2 separate regions of the Callithrix jacchus genome follow, and region 1 is linked to region 2. Evidence: chromatin contacts called from public Hi-C data. All regions are on one chromosome and are shown on one strand. Each heading gives the region's core, a stretch centred on a gene start, on an enhancer-like site or on the middle of the called end of the contact. The rest is flanking DNA. Distances are from core to core; before and after follow the strand shown.

Region 1 (2,811 bases), core at 287-2,786, 230 kb before region 2:
TTTTTCCTTTTCTGTTGTATTTCCCTTTAGTTACCCAGACTTCAGGAAAATCTGACACTTGGGTACTGCTTATATGTGGTGGCAGAAAGTGAAGAGAGAGGCCAGTATAGGACACATGCCTGCCCCACATTCACTTAATGTTCCCAGAGTAGAGTTGTAGGTTGATCTTAAAGGCAGCTTTGATGATTGACAGATGATCAGCTGCAGTTGTAGAAGAATTAAATCGCCAGTTTATATATAAGAAGCCAGGTTAAATGTTGGGCTGCGTATGGGTGGGCTTCAGACTCAAAAATGAATAGAAGTGCCAGCCGGGCATGGTGCTCATGCATCATGGTGAAATCCCCGTCTCCACTAAAAAACACAGAAATTAGCGAGGCATGGGAGCATGAGTTTGTAATCCCAGCTACTCGGGAGGTTGAAGCAGAAGAATCTCTTGAACCCAGGAGGTGGAGGTTTCAGTGAGACGAGATCTTGCCGCTACACACCAGCCTAGGCAACAGAGGGAGACTGCATCTCAAAAAAAAAAAGTGATAGAAGTACTGTCCCATTGATCTTACCTAATGTGATCAGGGATAACACAGTATCCAAGCTTCTCCTGACACCTAGCAATTCAGAGCTGTGCATTTAGATAAAATCTCTGTCCAGCCCTGTGAAATATGAGCAGAGGAGCAGAGGGGTGTGTGTGTGTGTGTGTGTGTGTGTGAAAGAGAGAGACAGAGACAGAAAAGGTGAAGGTTATTAGTAGTAGGTTTTGGTAATTATTGGTAAAAGGCTGGAGGGGAATCTGTGACTTTATTTTTTTACCAGTGTCTCCAGAGCACCGGCATAACTTTCCAGATAGTCTTGAAAAATTAACTGTTATTCCGCAACAACAACAAAAAAGCATCCTTTCCCATACTCTCATGAAGTTCGTGGCAACAAGAGTGGGATTCTATAAAGAGCCCAGGGTTTTCCTGTTTAGCCGCCCCTGGTCAGGAGCTCGTGTGTGATTCTCCCAGAGACACTTCTCCAACCACAGGACATTTCCCTGGACTCTGATTCGTCCATGAGTCCTCAGAATATTTTGCTACCATCTTTCGAAATAATCCATGCTAAGTATTGATCATGATTAGGAGTGTGGCGACACAGACCCCCTCAGGTGACCCTGTCTCTCTCCTGATTGAAGATCTGCCTCAGCATTACTTGGTGGGGACTTTCCAGACCAACAGAAGCTGGAGGGAAAAGGCTGCGCTCCTGCCTCTGCTGCTGACTGGCTGTGCGTTCTGAGCCAGGTCCCTCGGTCTGAGTTTGTTTTTTCACCTGTGAGACAGGGATGATGATAGTGGTGGTGGTGACATTTGGGTTTTTTAATTTTTAGAATTTATTTTGAGACAGAGTTTCCTCTCTGATCTCAGCTCACTTCCACCTCTGCCTCCCAGATTCAAGTGATTCTCATGCCTCAGCCTCCCGAGTAGCTGGCATTACAGGTGCGCGCCACTACACCTGGCTGATTTTTATATTTTTAGTACAATTGGGGTTTGGCCATGTCGGTCAATCTGGTCTAGAGCCCCTGACCTCAGGTGATCCACCCATCTCGGCCTCCCAAAGTGCTGGGATTACAGGCATGAGCCACCAATCCCGGCCTGGTGGTGACATTTGTTATGTTCACCCATGGAGGTCTTAGGGTTCTTGAACGGTAAGATGGATGTCAGAGCCAAATGCCAACTTGAAATCTGGATGGAAATGTGAGTTCCTGTGGGTATTTCTTATGGCTTACAAATGGCTTGATTCCTTTTTTCCCCTTCTCTGCAGCATACTGCATTTGAAATGAATAAATGGGGCTCCTGGACTGCTAGCTACATTTGCTTACAGCAGCTGTCTGCTGATCTACTGAGTCTCTGCATGAGCAGAGTTCTCAACCCACACTGCATGGCAGGGGGTGGAGATAGACTATGGACGCGCTCCCCTCGGTCTCCCAGGCTGGCTTCCTTTCAGGCCCTAGCTAATCCTGGACCATATCTTATCTATCTTCTCCCCTCACACTTTCTCTTCACAGAGGGTGAACCGAGACAAGGATTCACCATCTCTCCTTATCTGCATCTGGCAGGCTAGGCCATGTGCCAGGTGCTCTGGGTGCCAGCTGCCCATCGTTATGTAGAGGAGCTAGTTCCTGAAGGGAGTGGCTACTATAGGACAGAGCCTGGGACATGCCAAGTATTTGATACCCATTATTATTACTCTTCTTACTGGAGCATAGAGGAGTGACCTGGTTTTTGCAACTGTTTTCCTTTGATTCCTTCAACCTATCAAATGAAACAACTCCTCAGCTCAATATTCTGATTTCATTGTTCCTAAAATAATTTAGGGTTGTAGATCTTCCCAGGTAGGCTATAAATGCTGTTTTTGTCTGTGGGAGCTCCAGGACCTGAATGAAAGCAGCCCAGCCCGTGGGCTCTGCTGTGGAGGATCAGGCAGCATTCAACATTGGGCTTCCAGGGTGCCAAGGCCTCACAAACCTGGTCCCTGGGACAGGGCTCCCTCCAAGCCCGAGCCTCAGGGGAAGGCTCAGCAGTCACAGCCCACCAGTGCTTCCTCTCAGCTACCAACGCTGATCAGAGTGGGAAGTGCTGCTGCTGCTGCCTGGAGAGGCACAGCCCTGACGGTTACGGAAGACAGTGGGCAGACTGTGGAAAATCACCCAGAGATTGCTGCTGACAACTTCATGTCTTCAGAACATCACCCCTCTGTTTATAGCTGGAGAGAGGGGCGCCCAGCCAGAGAAAGCCAGGAACAGGTTCCGGCTTCCATCACTCAGGTACTCAGGAACCCCTG
Region 2 (2,933 bases), core at 95-2,594:
TTACATTCCCATCAACAGCATACAAAAAAAATGCCTTTTCTCCACATTCTTGCAAATGCTTTCATATTTTGGGCTATTCTGTATTGTTTACTGTACCATATGACAGTAATGCTGTGCAGTTATGTGCTATAGACATTTTTGCATCTACTGTTACCAGTTCTGAAATGGCAACAGCGCCCTTTCTGTTTAGAGTCGCCTCCTGCTGGTAGGAATTCTGGTTGCTACCATGTGTAGCCTGCAAGCCTCTAATAGCTCTTTGCAGCGACGCCAAACGCCGGGCGCGGTGGCGCGTGCCTGTAGTCCCAACTACTCGGGAGGCTGAGGCTGGAGAATCCCTTGAGTTCAGGAGTTCTGGGCTGTAGTGCGCTATACCGATCGGGTGTCCGCACTAAGTTCGGCATCAATATGGTGACCTCCCGGGAGCGGGGGACCACCAGGTTGCTTAAGGAGGGGTGAACCGGCCCAGGTCGGAAACGGAGCAGGTCAAAACTCCCGTGCTGATCAATAGTGGGATCGCGCCTGTGAATAGCCACTGCACTCCAGCCTGGGCAACATAGTGAGACCCTGCCTCTTTTGAGTTCTTACCTTATAAAGTATCCTTTCTTCCCATGCATCTATCCTAAGACAAAAGGAATGCAGAGTTTTTAAGAATTTACAGGACTGTTGTTCTCGCTACACTGTGAATCCGCTCTCCCACCCCAACCCCTGCTGGGAATCTTGTCTTATTTTTATTTTATTTCACCATTATCTAGCTAACTACTTGCATATTCATGTTGCCAAGTGTTTGTGGAGCACCGATTGTATACCAGGAACTGCGCTGAGTCTCAGGGGTACCAAGAAAGGTTCGATGAGAATCCTGTAATCAACTGCAGAATGCTCCTTCGGAGAGCCGGACCCATCAAAATAGGAACTCCGTTTTGAGAGTTCGCCTTCAATGTTTAGGATAATTTTAGAAGGACAGAAGCAGTTCTGTTTCGTTACATATCAAAATCTTCTGTCAAAGTAAGCGCACAGGAAGGGGTCCTGAGCCCTGCAGTCCTGCCCTGGTGGGGAAATACTCCTGGTAATAACCTCGAAAATTGTTTCGACCAGCAGGGGTCACTATGAAGGCTGGCTTGAACCCAAAACACCATGGGCAAGGTAACCAGACTGCTCCGTAAGGGTTCAAGGAAGGAGTGCAGTTTCAAGAGAACAGTTTGGATCTTTATTAGAATTGTTTTGGTACAATGAAGAGAGTAAACTGTAACTTGACAATCGACGTCTTCAGAAACGCGAAATACGTTCGTCTCAAGAAATATTGGGTCTTCTGCGCGGCCGTAGATCTCCGCCAAGTGCGCCTGCGCAGAAGAGAAGCGGTGTCGAGTACGGCAGGCAGTAGAGGAAACTGCGGTAGTGACCCTCGGACCTAGCCATGAAGACCCGCTTTAGCACCATTGACCTCCGCGCCGTACTCGCGGAGCTGAACGCTAGGTACAGTTCCCTAAGTGACAAGGCTCGTGCGGGGAGTGCAGGAGGCTGAGGCCGGGGGAGGGGTGGGGGGGCCATGGCGCAAACAGCCCAGCTTGATGTGTTTCCTTATTTCATGTGCTACTGCGGACCTGGTTAGGCCTGAGTGGGTAGGCATGTGGTGTCTTTCCTGTGGCCCTCAGGATACCCTGGGGGTCCCAGGCACCTCGTGTCCCACTCCCCGCGTCCTTCCATCTCTCTGGCTTGCTCCGCTAGCGCGACGCTGTTGCATTGTTGGCCTGGGTTGCCGGGATCGGGCAGGAAACGTTTGGTAAAACACGAGACGTCAGAATGGTCATTTGCTCCAGAGGTTTCCAGATTGGAGGCTTGGTTTCTTGAACACTCCTCGCCCCTCACCCCAGAAAGAGAGAGCTTCGCCGTTTTAGCTGGTTTGAGCAGATTTGGACTGAGATGTGGATTCTAGTCTGGTTTCTATCATTCAGCGTTGTGAGCTTTGTCATGTTTTCGGGACCGCCTTTTGTCTTTTGTTTTTTTCCCTGTCTTGTAATAAATTAATGGATTATATTTTACTGTATTTCTTCCCCCAGATTGGGTCATTTTGAAGACTCAAGCTTTATTGCTAGAGTTGATAGACCACTTTTGTTTTTAAATCGTTACTCTTAAGTTTTTAGCTGAATGCCCAAATGGCTTTCGGACTCTGCCCCCTGGCTGACTAAGATCAGCTCTTTCAAAGCTTTTATTAAAATGTGTGTAGTTTTATGTTTCAAACAATTGTGTGATATGTTACATGTTTCCTTTGTCTCTGCAGCTTGCTAGGAATGAGAGTAAACAATGTTTATGATGTGGATAATAAGACATACCTTATTCGTCTTCAAAAGTAAGAACATTTTATAAGCTTATTTTCTCTTTGGTAATTAAATATGAGATTACTCATTTTTTTAAAACTGCATTTCAAGTCTGTTTCACAGGTAGGTTTGGCATATGCCCTAAAGAAAAAATTGACTTTTTTCTTCTACAGACCAGACTTTAAAGCTACACTTTTACTTGAATCTGGAATACGAATTCATACGACAGAATTTGAGTGGCCTAAGAATATGATGCCGTCTAGTTTTGCCATGAAGGTAAACTTGTTATACTAAATTTTAAGAGACTGCTGACTAACAATTAAGTTTTTAATTGGGGGTTCCTTCACTGTTATGAATAAAGTGAAGATAAAATAAAGGTAAAGGGAGCAGTCGACAGATAATGGGTTGAATAAATTGAGTATTAATTGACTTCTCCCCGTTACTTTTCACATCCTGTTCTGCTCCAGATCTTCTGTTTTCACAGTCGATATTAGAGTTCAAGCTTTTATCAGTTCAACCTTACAGCCCCTTAACTGTAGTCCACTTCTGCACATCAAAACAATTCTAAATTAGACCAACATTAATTTTTTGTTTATTTGTGTTTTTTTTTTTGAGATGTAG

The links. A called contact is a pair of places that touch in the nucleus more often than the background predicts.
Region 1: a contact with region 2 is called in a Hi-C map of induced pluripotent stem cells, with 2.2 times the contacts expected there. The contact joins the promoter of LOC100387042 here to the promoter of NEMF in region 2. A contact is called at or near these places in 3 of 3 Hi-C or Micro-C datasets (induced pluripotent stem cells and skeletal muscle).

Annotation. Positions count from the first base shown.
Region 1 is chr8:84,604,752-84,607,562 of calJac240_pri, reverse strand. LOC100387042 (putative uncharacterized protein encoded by LINC01599) reads left to right here and starts at 1,536. Exons shown (of 13, transcript XM_035262221.3): 1 at 1,536-1,724; 2 at 2,512-2,569; 3 at 2,572-2,663; 4 at 2,665-2,695; 5 at 2,697-2,748; 6 at 2,751-2,811. The coding sequence starts at 1,651.
Region 2 is chr8:84,373,449-84,376,381 of calJac240_pri, reverse strand. NEMF (nuclear export mediator factor) reads left to right here and starts at 1,344. Exons shown (of 32, transcript XM_054239912.2): 1 at 1,344-1,470; 2 at 2,276-2,344; 3 at 2,486-2,588. The coding sequence starts at 1,412.